Regions from separate parts of the Pan troglodytes genome. Here regions 2 and 3 are each linked to region 1. A link is a contact called in public HiChIP or PLAC-seq data. All regions are on one chromosome and are shown on one strand. The core of a region is the stretch at or near the end of the contact, and the rest is flanking DNA. Distances in the headings are between cores, read along the strand shown. Region 1 holds the start of PPARGC1A (PPARG coactivator 1 alpha). Region 2 holds the start of ANAPC4 (anaphase promoting complex subunit 4). Region 3 holds the start of SEPSECS (Sep (O-phosphoserine) tRNA:Sec (selenocysteine) tRNA synthase).

Evidence for each region. HiChIP or PLAC-seq counts read pairs in DNA pulled down with a chosen protein or histone mark.
Region 2: an H3K4me3 HiChIP or PLAC-seq map of stem cell-derived excitatory neurons shows a contact between it and region 1, with 4 times the contacts expected there. The contact joins the promoter of ANAPC4 here to the promoter of PPARGC1A in region 1. A contact is called at or near these places in 1 of 7 Hi-C or Micro-C datasets (stem cell-derived neural progenitor cells) and 1 of 1 datasets of contacts at active chromatin or transcription factors (stem cell-derived excitatory neurons).
Region 3: a contact with region 1 is called in an H3K4me3 HiChIP or PLAC-seq map of stem cell-derived excitatory neurons, with 4 times the contacts expected there. The contact joins the promoter of SEPSECS here to the promoter of PPARGC1A in region 1.

What each region holds. Positions count from the first base shown.
Region 1 is chr3:24,941,780-24,946,210 of NHGRI_mPanTro3-v2.0_pri, forward strand. PPARGC1A (PPARG coactivator 1 alpha) reads right to left here and starts at 1,943. Exons shown (of 14, transcript XM_016951411.3): 1 at 1,397-1,943.
Region 2 is chr3:25,840,778-25,845,208 of NHGRI_mPanTro3-v2.0_pri, forward strand. ANAPC4 (anaphase promoting complex subunit 4) reads left to right here and starts at 1,850. Exons shown (of 29, transcript XM_001165393.5): 1 at 1,850-2,081; 2 at 2,155-2,293. The coding sequence starts at 2,165.
Region 3 is chr3:25,624,125-25,628,555 of NHGRI_mPanTro3-v2.0_pri, forward strand. It overlaps SEPSECS (Sep (O-phosphoserine) tRNA:Sec (selenocysteine) tRNA synthase), which reads right to left and starts at 1,954. Exons shown (of 15, transcript XR_010156495.1): 1 at 1,715-1,954; 2 at 1,088-1,224; 3 at 413-567. It overlaps LOC129143705 (a long non-coding RNA gene), which reads left to right and starts at 2,033. Exons shown (of 2, transcript XR_008547465.2): 1 at 2,033-2,209.

The DNA of each region.
Region 1 (4,431 bases), core at 693-3,192:
GGAGCTCGCAGGAACGCGCTGCGCCCCGGGCCCGGGAGGGAGCGCGCCAGCGCCGGCGAGCTCGGCGGGCAGCCCCGCAAGCGGCCGAGGCTGGCTGGCGGGCTCCGGAGGAGAGGCGCCGCGGCGGCCAGGCGAGCCGGGCTGAACGGAGCTCTTTTCCTCGACACCCCCCACCCCTAGCGGGCCAGCTCCCCCCGCGGTGCGCGCTCCGCGGGGCCCGGGAATCCCCGGCGCCCTGGACCGCCCACCGAGTAGCTAATGCCTTTCACCATTGCTCCTCCACCGCTCCTCTGGCCCCAACTTTCCCCAGCCCAGACCCGCGAGCGCGCGCGCACACCCACACACAGACACACACCCGCGTGCACACACACACACGCATACACGTACACACATGCCTCCCCTCCCTCGACCCCAGCTCTACTTCCCCGCGTAGTTTGGAGATGACAGATGCCTGTAGACTTTCACCAACAAGCGGTGGGGGCAGCAGACTACAACAGTTATTTAATTAAAAGGCATTTTTCCTCTCTCTATTTCTCGCTCCAGCTCCCAGAATAGCTTTTTCACCCCTAGACCCTGGGCACATGCCTGCCTCTCCAGGTTACCAGTGGCCCGCTGACATCCATCTCCTTCCACGCCCCCCTTCCGGCGTCTACCCCCAGCGTCCCTGGGCCCCCCGAGTCACACCGACACGCACACCTACAGGCCGGCGGCGTGGAGCGTCTAGGGCACGATGCAGCCGGACTGCATTGCACAGTCATCAAAGTTAAGTGTGTGTGTTTGTGGGGTGCTTCTGCGCCCCAGGGGAGGCGCGGGGTCAGGAGGAGCGGAGGCTCCACTCTGCACCCCACCCCCCCCCCCCCACCTCCGCGGGTCAGGGGACGCCTCTACTTGAGATTGCAGCCATTTTAGGGAAAGAGGCGGCTCGGGCCCCGAGGGGAGTGGAGGGGGGACAGCACGTCGCGGGGGGCTTGCGGCTCTGCAGCCCCTCGGCGCAACTGGAAGGCGGGTAGGCGCCGGGCGCACAGGGGCGCGGCGCCCGCGGCGACTTGGGGAAGGTTGCGCTCGAGTTCCCTGGTTCTGCCTGGAGTTGTTCGGGGTAACGCGCCGGCTCCTGCCTCTTTCTCGGGTTCCCGCTGGGCTGGGAGGTGGTGGGGGAAGGTGTCGATGGCAGATGGGGCACGGGAGGAACGCGACAGAACCTGGAGACTGGAAAGCTAGCGATGGGGGAAGGGGGGGTACCTCCTCTCGCCGGTTGGCGCTGACCCAGACAGTGCGACCCACTTGGCCCCCATCCTCCCCACCCCCTCCCGAGCCTCTGCCTCCCCACCGAGTACCAAGTGAGCGCGCGGCAGGGGGCAAGGGGCGCGACGCCGCCCGGCACCGAGCCACCCCTTACCTGGTTGGAAGGGGTTTCCCAGGAGGAGCCGTAGTTGTAAAAGAAGGAAGAGAAGAGGGTGTCTTCCGACAGCCCGCAGCCCGCCATGCTCTGGATGCAAATAAAATGAGGAAAGAAAAAAAAAGCACACATACACAAAAGCAACCCAAAATTTTAAAAATCAAATTAAACCAATAAGCCAAGAAGAAATTCTCTCGAAAATAAAAGAAAAGGAAGGGGAAGGGAATGGCAAAGGGAACGGAAACTCTCGGCGGTGCTCCCTCTCCGGGAGAGGAGGGATGCTTGGGCTGCCGCTGCCGCTGCCGCCGCCGCCGCCGCCGCCGCCGCCGCTGCCGCCTTCTCAAGACGGTACCTAGAGAGGTTCGTCCTGACTTGGGCAGCCGCCGCCGCCGCCTGTGCCGGCTGCGTGTGTGCGCGCGTGTGTGTGCGTGTGCGTGTGTGTGGTGTGTGCGCGCAGAGCGAGAGACCGCAGGGGAAGCGAGAGGGCGAGATAATGAGCGAGCCGGGATGGAGGCGCAGAGGCAGCGCGAGCGGGCGGGCGTGTGCGCGCGGGGGTGCGTGCGTGCGTGTGTGTGTGTGTGTGGTGTGTGTGCGCGCGCGCGAGCGCGCGCGTGTGGCTGGGTGTGCGTCTGTTTGGGGAGCTCACCGGAGAGCCGGGGCCGTCACGTGGGCGCGCTGACTCCGCCGGCTGCCGGGGACAGCCTGTACTACAGCCCCGGCCACTAAATCAGCCCGCGCCGCCAGACCTTTTGCAGCCCGTGGCCGGCCGGCCGCCTGCCTTCTCCGACCTCCTCGCCATAGCCGCCGGGCCATGCGCGTCCCGGGACGGCAGGGGGCGCGGGTGAGGGCGCGGGCAGGTGGATGGATGGGTGGGGAGTGGGCCGCCCTGAGCCCGGGAAGAGAAAAAATGCTCGAGGAAAAACACAGGCGCCCACCCCCCCGCTACGTCCGGCAACCTCCTGGCAAGCCTTCCTTCCACCCTGTTTGAAGATTTTTTTTTTTATTCCTAAAATTGCTTTTCCATGCAGAGACCCCTCTTCCAGCCACGGGAAAATTATTTTCACATAGTTGCTATGTCCCGCTTTTCTTGCTTTCGCGATCCCTCCAGCCCCCCGCGCGCGTGTCCACGCAGGCACAGACACACCGGTGCCTGCCTCCTCCCATTCCAAATGCAAACCCACTTCCTTTTGCCGGTTGCTGTAGTTAAGCTAAGTCAATGCTACATCAAACTAGGCTAGGCTGAGAGGACTGGAAAGTGGATTTAGGGGACAATACTGCCCCAGCAGGAAGAAAGGCTCTAGTTTGGCGTTCTGTTGATTTAACAGTTTAAAACGAAAATGGATTTTGTGGCTTCTGCACTAAAACTCAGGCCCCTTGAGTCACAATTATTTAAAGGGAGCTATTCTCTAAAGTCCATTATATGATATAAAAATGTAAACGGATATAATGTCGTCTCTCTCTCTCCTCACAAAATGGTATTTTAGAACCAAATCTTTCAGTCTTAATAATTGGGTGACTGAAAGGTGTGTTTTTTTTTTTTCCTGCAAGAAGACATTCTTTACTTGCTTCCCCTTACTCTTTATACAGATATTTATAGAAAGTAAAATTCAAATAAAAACCAGCATATCTGTGTAAGATGCTCTTAAAAGTATTTGAATCCTTGCAGGAAGACTTGAAACAACCTCTTAAAGGCAGTTTATATTGTTTTCTTTCTGAATCCCGTTTCCAAATGCTGCCTATTTTTATTCAAACCAATTGTGTTTTTCCAAGAGTTCACACTTCCACTTGTAAATTCCCCACTGGAGGTCGAAATCCTCTGTGAAATAAACATTTCCACAGCAACCCAGTGATGTCAGAAACGTCGGCTAGTGATTTCAGAGGGGAAATAAAACAGGAGCAAAGAACGGCTCTAGAAAGACAGTTCCTTCATCCTTGCGAATAGCATGCCTCCTGGTAGAAATTCAGAAAACATTTCTGGCTAAATACCTGTTTTCTTTTTCTGAGATTGACTTATTTTTCAAAGGCGTGTCAAATGATCTTTTAAAAAAAAAATAGGTCACCATCCTCTTTTCTGGATTGGTGAAGAATGCTGTTTCAAATCAGTGGTGCCTAACCACACTGGCCACTGTAGATTTTTATAAGGGGGGGATATATTTTTTCTAAAAATTGATGTTGGAGAGAACATTGAAAGATGAAATTTTATGTACTAACTTCAGGCCCAAATAATGCTGACTGACCTGGCTTCAAACTTACAATAGTTTTTTTAAAGTATTAGGCACACAGAAGTTCTATTCAGTTATCGAAATTGGTGCTGATCTCACCAATATTGAATAAAGGGGCTTCTCCATTGTTCCCTCTATTGTTTCCTGTGTCTCCTGGCTGGGAAAAAGAAGGGAGGAATTCTTCATACTGCCCCTAATTCAATCCCCTTGCAGTCCCACCCCTATAAACATTAAATGTAAAGAGACCAGAAAATATTAAATTAGGCCCAATGCCTGTGTTTTCTTAGGCTTCCTGTCTAAATAACATTTATACAGAGCATTATAGAAATGTCCACTTTGTAAATTGCTTTTCATACATACGTTAGCCCAAGTTAACATTCTGTTCCTGCAGCCACTCACTGATTCCCTGATTTTAGCTCAGGTCCCACATTCACACCAACGGAAGTTCATTCTGTCTGTGTTATCCCATCATCTATTTGTTGGATCAATGGATTCATTTCTCACAACAATTTTGGGAGAATCAGGACTCTTTATCTCCATTTTACAGATGTGGAAAGAGGCTCAGAGATGCTAAATAACCTAACCCAGGTCCTGCAGCTACAAAGTGATAGAAATTGAACCTCAACTTTGTGACCCCCACCTACCTCTTTCTTCCAGATCTAACTGAGCCCATCACAGGCCTGGTCCTGTATGAACATTTCCCCCCTACATACCAGATGGAGTAAGTGATTCCAACCCTTTCCCCCCAGTTGATGTCAAGTGTACATTTGTGAATGTCTTAATTTAAAAATTGATTGCATGTGCTCATCACTG
Region 2 (4,431 bases), core at 600-3,099, 900 kb after region 1:
TTATGCCTCTGGGAACAGTGATTTTCACGTGCTGTATGGGTGTTTGTATTCAGGTAAGTTACAGGAAAATGGACATTCAATTTCCGTAAGAATGTTAACGTGCATAGATACTAGACCCCCACCAGGTGATCCATTATAACTGCCCCAAAACACTAACACCTGAAAATGCATTTTGTGAAAAACAAAGGCAAATGCATTTTTACCTTAGAAATGTTGATTCTGGAAGAGTTGGGGGGCACTTGGTAAGTTGTTTGTGGCAAAGGCAAGGGTTGCAAAGCCCGTGACAGGAAGCAGGGTAGGTATAAAGTCAAGGATTAAGAACAGTACTTGGCACAAAATAGTTACTTGATGCTGAATGAATTAGTCTCCCTCCGTCATCTACTTCCCAGGGGCTAGATCCAGACAGAGGTCAAGAAGATGGGGCCTGTTGAAAGTTAAAGGACCTGCCGTCTCTTTCTTCTTTGAACAAGTGAAAGGTAGTAAAAAGTAGATGGCTTTCTACCATAGGTTTTAAGTTTAAGAACCCTAGGATGGTACTGTCACATTCTCTTAGGGAGGTCATAGCTGTGGGAACTGTCAACAGGTTGACTCATTTAAATATGTCCTACATAAAGCAACATCAGATGAGTTCTGATTTACAAGTCTGCCAGGCTGGCCTGTGAGCCTCTGGGCAGAGTTCCCGTCCCATGCATTGCTGTAGCCTCAGTTCCTCCACATAGTAAATGCCCAAGTACCTATAGAAGAAATCGTGTGTGAGCCCACACTCTTTTTTTATATTTTAGAGACGGAGTCTGGCTCTGTTGCCCAGGCTGGAGTGCAGTGGCGCAATCTCGGCTCACTGCAAGCTCCGGCTCACTGCAAGCTCCGGCTCACTGCAAGCCCCGGCTCACTGCAAGCTCCGGCTCACTGCAAGCTCCGCCTCCCTGCAAGCTCCGCCTCCCGGGTTCACGCCATTCTCCTGCCTCAGCCTCCCCAGTAGATGGGACTACAGGTGCCCGCCACCACGCCCGGCTACTTTTTTGTATTTTTTAGTAGAGACGGGGTTTCACCGTGTTAGCCAGGATGGGCTCTATCTCCTGTCCTTGTGATCCGTCCGCCACGGCCTCCCAAAGTGCTGGGATTACAGGCGTGAGCCACCGCGCCCGGCCCTGAGCCCACACTCTTTATTCGTTATGACGGGGCTGCAACTACCAATAAGTTGTGAGGGTTAAATGGGATGAGATGTCACAGTATTATTTGCCTGTTAGGGAGGTTTTAGGGCAGGCGCCTCTTCTCTCTTCAAGTTGGAATCACCCAAAGAGTTTTAGTAAATACTGGGCCCATCCAGGGTTAATTTTCTTCTAATTGGTTTGGGGTGCTGCTTGGACAGGGGGACTTTTAAAATTCTATACTGACCCACCAGGACTGACAATGAGAACTACTTGCTTAGTAACTGTTAGAGGAGGCTCCAGCTGATCAGGACCTAAAGTTCATATTCTTTTTCATCTCCCCGTTGTCGCTGAAGCCTACCCCATAAACCCCTACCGTCCCTTTGCCCACAGCAGAGAATTTCCGGGAAAACGGGAAAGGTATGCAAGCATGCCCACACACGTGCACACACGGGTTCCCAAAATACCTGCGTGTGGCCGCAGGGGCCCGCCCCGCCCTTCTCGGGCCCTTTCAGGTCTCGGCGCCCAGCGATCCCACCAGCACCTGGGTCCGGCGCGCGGCTCCCTCCCTCTCCGCGCCCCTCGGGGCTCCCTGCCCCGCCCGCGTGCCCCACCCTTCCTCGCTCTGCCCCATCGCTGCTCCCTGCCCCGCCCACGGGCCCCATCCTACCCCCACCTCGATCCGCCCCTCGCTCCTCCCTGCCCCGCCCAGCGCGCCCCGTCCCTGTCCGCCCCGTCTGGCTCTCAGCACCCCCAAGACCGCTGCGCGCCCCGCCCATCCTCCTCCTCTCGCGAGGCAGTCCCGACGCCGGAAGTGCCTGGAGCGCGCGACGGCGGCGGGGCGGGGCGGCCTGGAGGCTGTGGCGCGCGGCCGGCAGAGGGAGGGGAGAGGCCACTGGGGCCGTGTTAGTCTGCCGGTGGGGACTCCTGCAGGTACAGGCGCGGTCGGGGCTCCTCGTGGAGAGCCGGGGGCTCCTGCCGGCCTCTGACTGGGGTGTCGTTGCAGGGCCGTCCCCATGTTGCGTTTTCCGACCTGTTTCCCGTCCTTCCGGGTGGTGGGAGAGAAGCAGCTCCCGCAGGAGATTATTTTCCTGGTCTGGTCGCCCAAGCGGGATCTCATTGCTTTGGCCAACACAGCTGGCGAGGTGAGTGAGCCGGCGGGAGCCCGCCTGTGCTGGGTCTGCTCCCGGGGGGCCCAAGAACACCGAGCCCGAGCCTGTTCATTCGGGCCACAGGCGGCCGGAGCCTCAGTTTCCCCTTCTGCAGACATGGCTGGCCACCTGCTACCCCTTCCCTGCCTCCCAGGACGGCAGTAAGCTTTAAGTATATATGCGAAAGGTGATGTCTGTGCTATTTTCGGTACTTTTATGGCTAAAGTAACAGTTTTCACACAGCTTAACACCTTCACGCAATCCTGCTTCCCCAAGTCTTCTTCACTCATTGGTTTATTAGTTAAATGAACTTTTTAAAAAAGCCCACGATGTGCCGCTCATGAGCTAGACATAGTGGTAGATGCAGGGACCCTGCCCTAAGTTTGCTTACAGTTTTAATAGCAGAAGGAAGAGTTATTGTCAAACTTCAGCTGCAAATGTGCGTGCATGTAGCTGCCACACAGGATATATTTAAGAACCTGGCTTCTCTTGTCCACGTTTTATACTACGGGTTGGATAACCACCTTCCACTAAAAATACCTTTAAATTGGACAAGGCAGGCATGCATTGGATTCCAGACAGAACGTGCGTGGGTGTTATCAGCATTTCTTGTTCACATAAAACTTCATCGAGTATAAACCAGTTGTACCCAACTTTCTGCTGAGAGTTATTACCTGCCAGCCATTTTGTAAGGAAACCTTCACCTGTGCATCTTTCCGCCTCTGGCTTGAGAGTTATCTGGCCATGTGAGAGTTGTATAGAGCCAAATTTGGAAACTAGGTGATAAGGAAATCTTAGCACCCTGCAGACTGTAGTCTGCACCATGTTATCTACCATGATCCAGTCGCCAGGGTATTGATGTCTAATTTTTCAGGGCCCTCCAGGAAATCTAGCTAGTCTCCCTCCGCTGCCGGGATGCTTTGAAACTCTGTTGTGGCTCTAGAGAGCAGCAGGTGGTACCGTCACAGAAGTAGGAGGGAAGGTAGATGGGAGGCACATCCGTGCAATCAGATGGGTAGGCGTGATAGAGGGCACTGTTACATCCATTTTCTCAGTGAAGGAAGAAGCAAGGGCATTGTTTATGGGTGAAGATGGAGAAGAATATATTGGAAGTTTGAGGAGAAAGAAGAGGTATGAAAAAGCTAACAAAGCAGGTGGACTTGGGAAACCTAATAGGATTGCCAGTCAGTGTTAAGACCCACACGAGATCGGTGTTATTATTTGAGAGACACTGGTTGAATAAGGTTGTATGTGTCTCTCTCCGTTCTGTTTGGCTGTGTGGGTGCAGGCATGGTTGGGTTTAACCAGGATTGTCGTTTTGCAAGTATGACAAAGCAAGGCAAAGATGAAAGAGAGTTGAAGTTACGTGCAAGAGGAGTGATTGTGTTTCTGAACTTTGGGTTCTAACCTGATGAAGGAGGGAAGTGAAGGCATGTGTGGGGAGAGGGACAGTGAACAGGTGGTAGAATCAATAGACTGTATCCTGGTGAGGTCAAAGAATTGGAGTTGAGTGTTGTAGAGATGACCTGGAAAGAGGGGTGGTGGATGGAAAGTGGGAAGTTTAAAATGGAGATTTTGGTGGCCCTGCAGTTGTTGGTAATGACCAGGCCGGAGGTGTGACCCTGGGAGTGGCTGAGTGCAGTAGAAGATGTGATCACTAGAGGAGATGTAATTGAGAGCTGAAAAGCCAGGACATCATAGCTCTTGAAATCACCAAAAATGATGATGAGTGTGTTGTTAGAAGGCATGAGCGAGCCAGGTATCCAGATCTTTAAGGAAAGAGGGGAATGGCCTAGGGGTCTGTAGAGGACTGCAATTAAGACGGATAGCGAGTGGTATGGTCTGATTGCATGTGATTCAAAGTTAGGAGATTTACAAGAAGAGAAGAAATGGCATCAAGCATCAAGGAAGACACTTACTTCATCTCCTGTACAGGGGCTGTGGGATACAAAATGGCCACCACCTAGCAAGGCTGCAGGGAAGAATTGTCCTCAGGTGAGAGGCACATTTCAGAGAAAAGTATGAAGATATTAATTTCATGATGACACCTGACCATGAGCTGCAGAAAGCACAGAGGAAGGGTTTCAGAAGTAAGGTATGGCAGGAGTGGTTTCAGAAAAGAGAGGGTCAAG
Region 3 (4,431 bases), core at 704-3,203, 680 kb after region 1:
TTTAAAACAAAATTTAAAGTTGATAACTATAAATCATTCTAAAAAAAAAACACTACCAATGTTAGAAAAGAAATATGGAAAGCTATAAACAACCTTAATGGATTTTGAACTCTTACAGCCAGATATGTTTATTAGGGTAACCGTTCCTAAGAAAACGTATAGCCTGTGTTAGTCACCCAGAACCTGACAGGGTAACCCCCACTTAGTTTTACTCTATTGTCTTTGAAAAGCATCTGCTGAGATAAAATTGTTTCCATCTCCCTGTTGCATTTGGCTTACATATCCATTAGAGCAGGGAAGAAGTGGTTTACAAACTGACATCTGATAATCTAATAAGATGAATACTGCTGCCATTATTTTGAACCAAAAATAAATAAACGATATATCTCCTGTACTACTTAAAAAAAGATACCTGTAATGACGACGAGCAACCAGTGCGGATGCCACTCTCCCTTCCCTTTCTCCCACACCACAATTGCCTAAGAAATTGTTGCTGTCCATGATTGCAAGTTCATGTAAAAAGAGTTCAAGTGTACTTTCATCCCAGCCATTCTCTGGACACTTGCCCTTAAAAAAAAAAAAAAAAAAACTTATGATTATATTTAATAAAACTACCGTTCTCTAGAATACTACAGGAATACATTTTGTCTTTTAAACGTGTATTTTGCCAAGCTCCTTGTTTTCTAAAATTCAGGCATAAATTCACCACTATATAGAGACCGCAAAGAGGCAAAACGTTTGTACATTTGATTACAATTATTTACAGATTTCGAGAAGTGATGATAAATGCATACAATGAGGTTTACTCAGATATTTAAATTTCCGTAAGTGAAACTAACTGAAAACCAATACACCACAACCCCAATGAAGATGCTTCAAACCAGGGCGTTACGATTGGGGCGGTGGGACGTGGAGAAGGGTGGTAGTTGTCAAACTTTAATGAAATTTTGGCCACGCGTTGTAGCTCACGCCTGTAATCCGAGCACTTTGGAAGGCCAAGAATGGCCGATCACTTGAAGTCAGGAGTTTGAGATCAGCCTGGCCAACATGGTGAAACCCCATCTCTACTAAAAATACAAACATTAACCGGGTGTGGTGGCGGGCGCCTGTAGTCCCAGCTACTCGGGAGGCTGAGGCAGGAGAATGGCGTGAACCCGGGAGGCGGAGGCTGCAGTGAGCCGAGATCGCGACACTGCATTCCAGCCTGGGCGAAAGAGCGAGACTCTGTTTCAAAAAAACAAAACACAACAAAACTTTTAATGAAATTAAAATACATGAACGCTGGCAGGAGGGAGACCTGTGAAGTTCCGCGGAAAGCTCGTGGTTCGAGTTAGCATACAGTCTACAAACACCATTATGTGTTCTGAGTCGTTGAGGGTGGTGAAAGATGGAGGTGCGAACTTTGCCCTTTCCGCGAATAAAAAAGTACACTGGGACTTTCCCTCACTTCCGCATCCCGAAGTTAGAAACAGCGGGACTCAAAACCCCGACCCCAACACCCCCTCCTAACAACACCATTTGGCTTTCACTGGCTTTGGCAAGGCTGAGAAGGCACAGACCGCAGTCGATCAGCTAGGGCAAGCCAAGCTGAGACAGACTTGGGACTAGTCTCAAGCAGCAAAGAGCTGCCGGTGAGGCAGCACCAGCGGGGACGCCCGGCGGAGCCAGAGCCCCGGGGTCGCGGCGGCTGGGGAGGGGACCGACAGCTCGGTACCTTCTCCAGAAGCAGCCGTATGAGGTGCTCATGCGAGCGGCGGGCCTCACAGCCCTGCCGCACGTAAGCCGGCGACACCAGCCGCTCTCCCGCCGCGAAGCTCTCGCGGTTCATGACAGCGGTGGCGACAGTGGCGAATAAGCGGGAGCACTAGCTCCACACGCCAGACACACGACGGAACCGGAATGCAACTCGCCGCCTGGACGGTACGGCAGCGCCTTGGGACAAAAAAAAACAAACAAACAAAAAAAAAAAAAACACTTGTCGTTCGTGCACATGCGCAGACCTTCTCAGATGGCGCTCCAGGAGGAAGTTGGCGTATTTGAGCATGCGCGAGGGAGTCCGCGCTTTTCGCTGACTTCAGGCAAAGGAGGGACTGAAATTAGCCCCGCCCCGCTGCGGCTGATTCGTCTAGTTAAACCCTGGTGTTCCTGATACGAACTTCAGGAGAGGATTTTGCACTTGTGCAGACCGGGCGAGCAAAGTAAGAAGCAGGTACGTGGGTTTTTCCAAGTTCTGTGTTTCAGTCCTGTTGGATGGTTGAGATCTGTGCAGAGTCTGTGCTTCCGCCTTATTCAAACTGTCAGACGCCAGAACCTTCGATCTTTACTTTGATACATTTCCACACTTACTACTGCCTCACAACCCCATAGGAAATAGCAGTGCCCCACTCCTTTTCCCCTTGACACTACTGTTTAGCCATAGCACTTACCACTCACCACGTGACATGCCAGACGTTTGTTTATACACACACACACACACCCATACCCACGAATGTAAACTCTCTAACCTAACGGCAGGGCCTCGGTTTTTGCTGCGGTGCCCCCTTCCCCCGGGCACCTAAAACAGTGCCCAGAATAAAGTAGGGCCTAAAAAAAAAGTTGATATTGAATTAATGAATTAGTTTGACCATTCTGAAACTATCCCCAAGAACATTTTGTAAAATTGATTAAGGAGGGGAAAAAAATCCAACTAGGCTTACAGCTGCTGTTATTCAGCCAGCCTGCCGTGTGGCCGACTTTCTTGTAGCTGGTTGCTACTTACTACCCCATGAGAATGTGGCCCTTGTCACAAGAGTCTTCATTCTTTTTCTGCTCTATAGATAAAATCTAGAGATTATGAGAAGATAAGCTTTCTGTTTGCATTGCTTCTTTAGGTCCCGCATACCAACAAAACTAAGGATGCCAGCTTGTCTGGAAGGCCCAATAAAAAGCTGATTCATGGAGGAATGAAATTGTCACATCCTAATGATTTCATCTCCCTTACCCCAACGAATCGGTAACCCCAAATTTTCCAGCCCCTCACCCTCCACAAATCCCCTTAAAAACCTTTGCCTAGAACCCCTTGATGAAATGGATTGAAGCTTGAGAACTCTTCCTGTTTCCTGGCTTGTAACTTGTGATTATTAAAACTCTTTCTCTGCTGCAAGCCTGCTGTCGGAATATTGGTCTGTTTCTGCACAGCCGGCATAGGAACCTGGCAGTGCTGTAACAGTTCAACAACTTAGAGGTTCACTGCTGGAGATCCCTGCCTCCAGTTTCCTTACAATCTTCATCTTATGTGAGCCTACAGTAATTCCTGACATTGCTTTCACCTGGTGGTTTGTCCATTTGCACTGATTCACACCCACTTGCAAGAGCTGATTGTTAAATGTTCAGTGATTTTGTGAGCTAGTTTTCAAATACAGCCACTCAAAAATTATATTACAAGCAAAAGTAAAAATACTCAAAATTTGTCACTTCCTAATTATTTTACATTTTACTATTATCTATGCTCTTCAGGTTATTTACATGCATTTTATCTATATGGTGGAAATTCAATGTAATGTTATACTACTGCACATCTTCCAACTCCTCTTTTGATGATGTCACGTTGGCCATGGTGGGAGCATTTACACCATGGAAGTCAGTGAACACTGCTAATCAGGCCCTTACACTCCAACCCACTCCCCTAGAAGTCAGTTGTTCAACATGTACCAGCTCATCACTGTTTCTACTGCATGTTCCCATGGCATCCAGCTATTAATATAAATCAGTCTATTTACGGTATTTGTTGAATTGCATTTCAATTGTTAATTTTCTGTCTCAACTAGACTGTGAACTCCTGGTTCACAAGGGCTATACCAATATCTGTGTTCAAAGCACAGCACTAAATACATAATAGCTGTTTGATAAATATTTGTTGAATGACATAGAGCATTTAACTACTTTAAACAGAAAGGTAAACCACAAAACAACAAGAATTTAGCGTACTTTCTAAAATGAGTATTTTTCAAACTTTTGGAAAGTTGAGTTCCTATTCTCAAAATGCAACTATTTTTGCAACTTCTTTGGAAAAGCCTTCAAAGCTGCTTTGTCAATCACATGCAAAATGTGCAAAAATCCCAAAATTAATGTCATTACTGAATGGACACGCCAGGTTTTTGAGCCAGCTTCTTCTCTCACCTTATTCACCACCTTACTTCAGAAAAATGTTTGTCTGTTTCCAAAAATTAGTCATTGTCAAGATATGCATTCATTAAAGGTATTCAAAAGATACCAGCTTTGGAAGCAATTTCAAGAGAAGTATTCTAAAATTACTTTCATCCATTCACTCATCCAACAAATATTTATCCATATGCCCATTTTACAGATCAGGAAAGCAAAGCTCAAGAAGTTTGAGTAATGTATTTAAGGTTATACAATGAGTGACACTAGCAGAATTTAAACCTGTGTGTT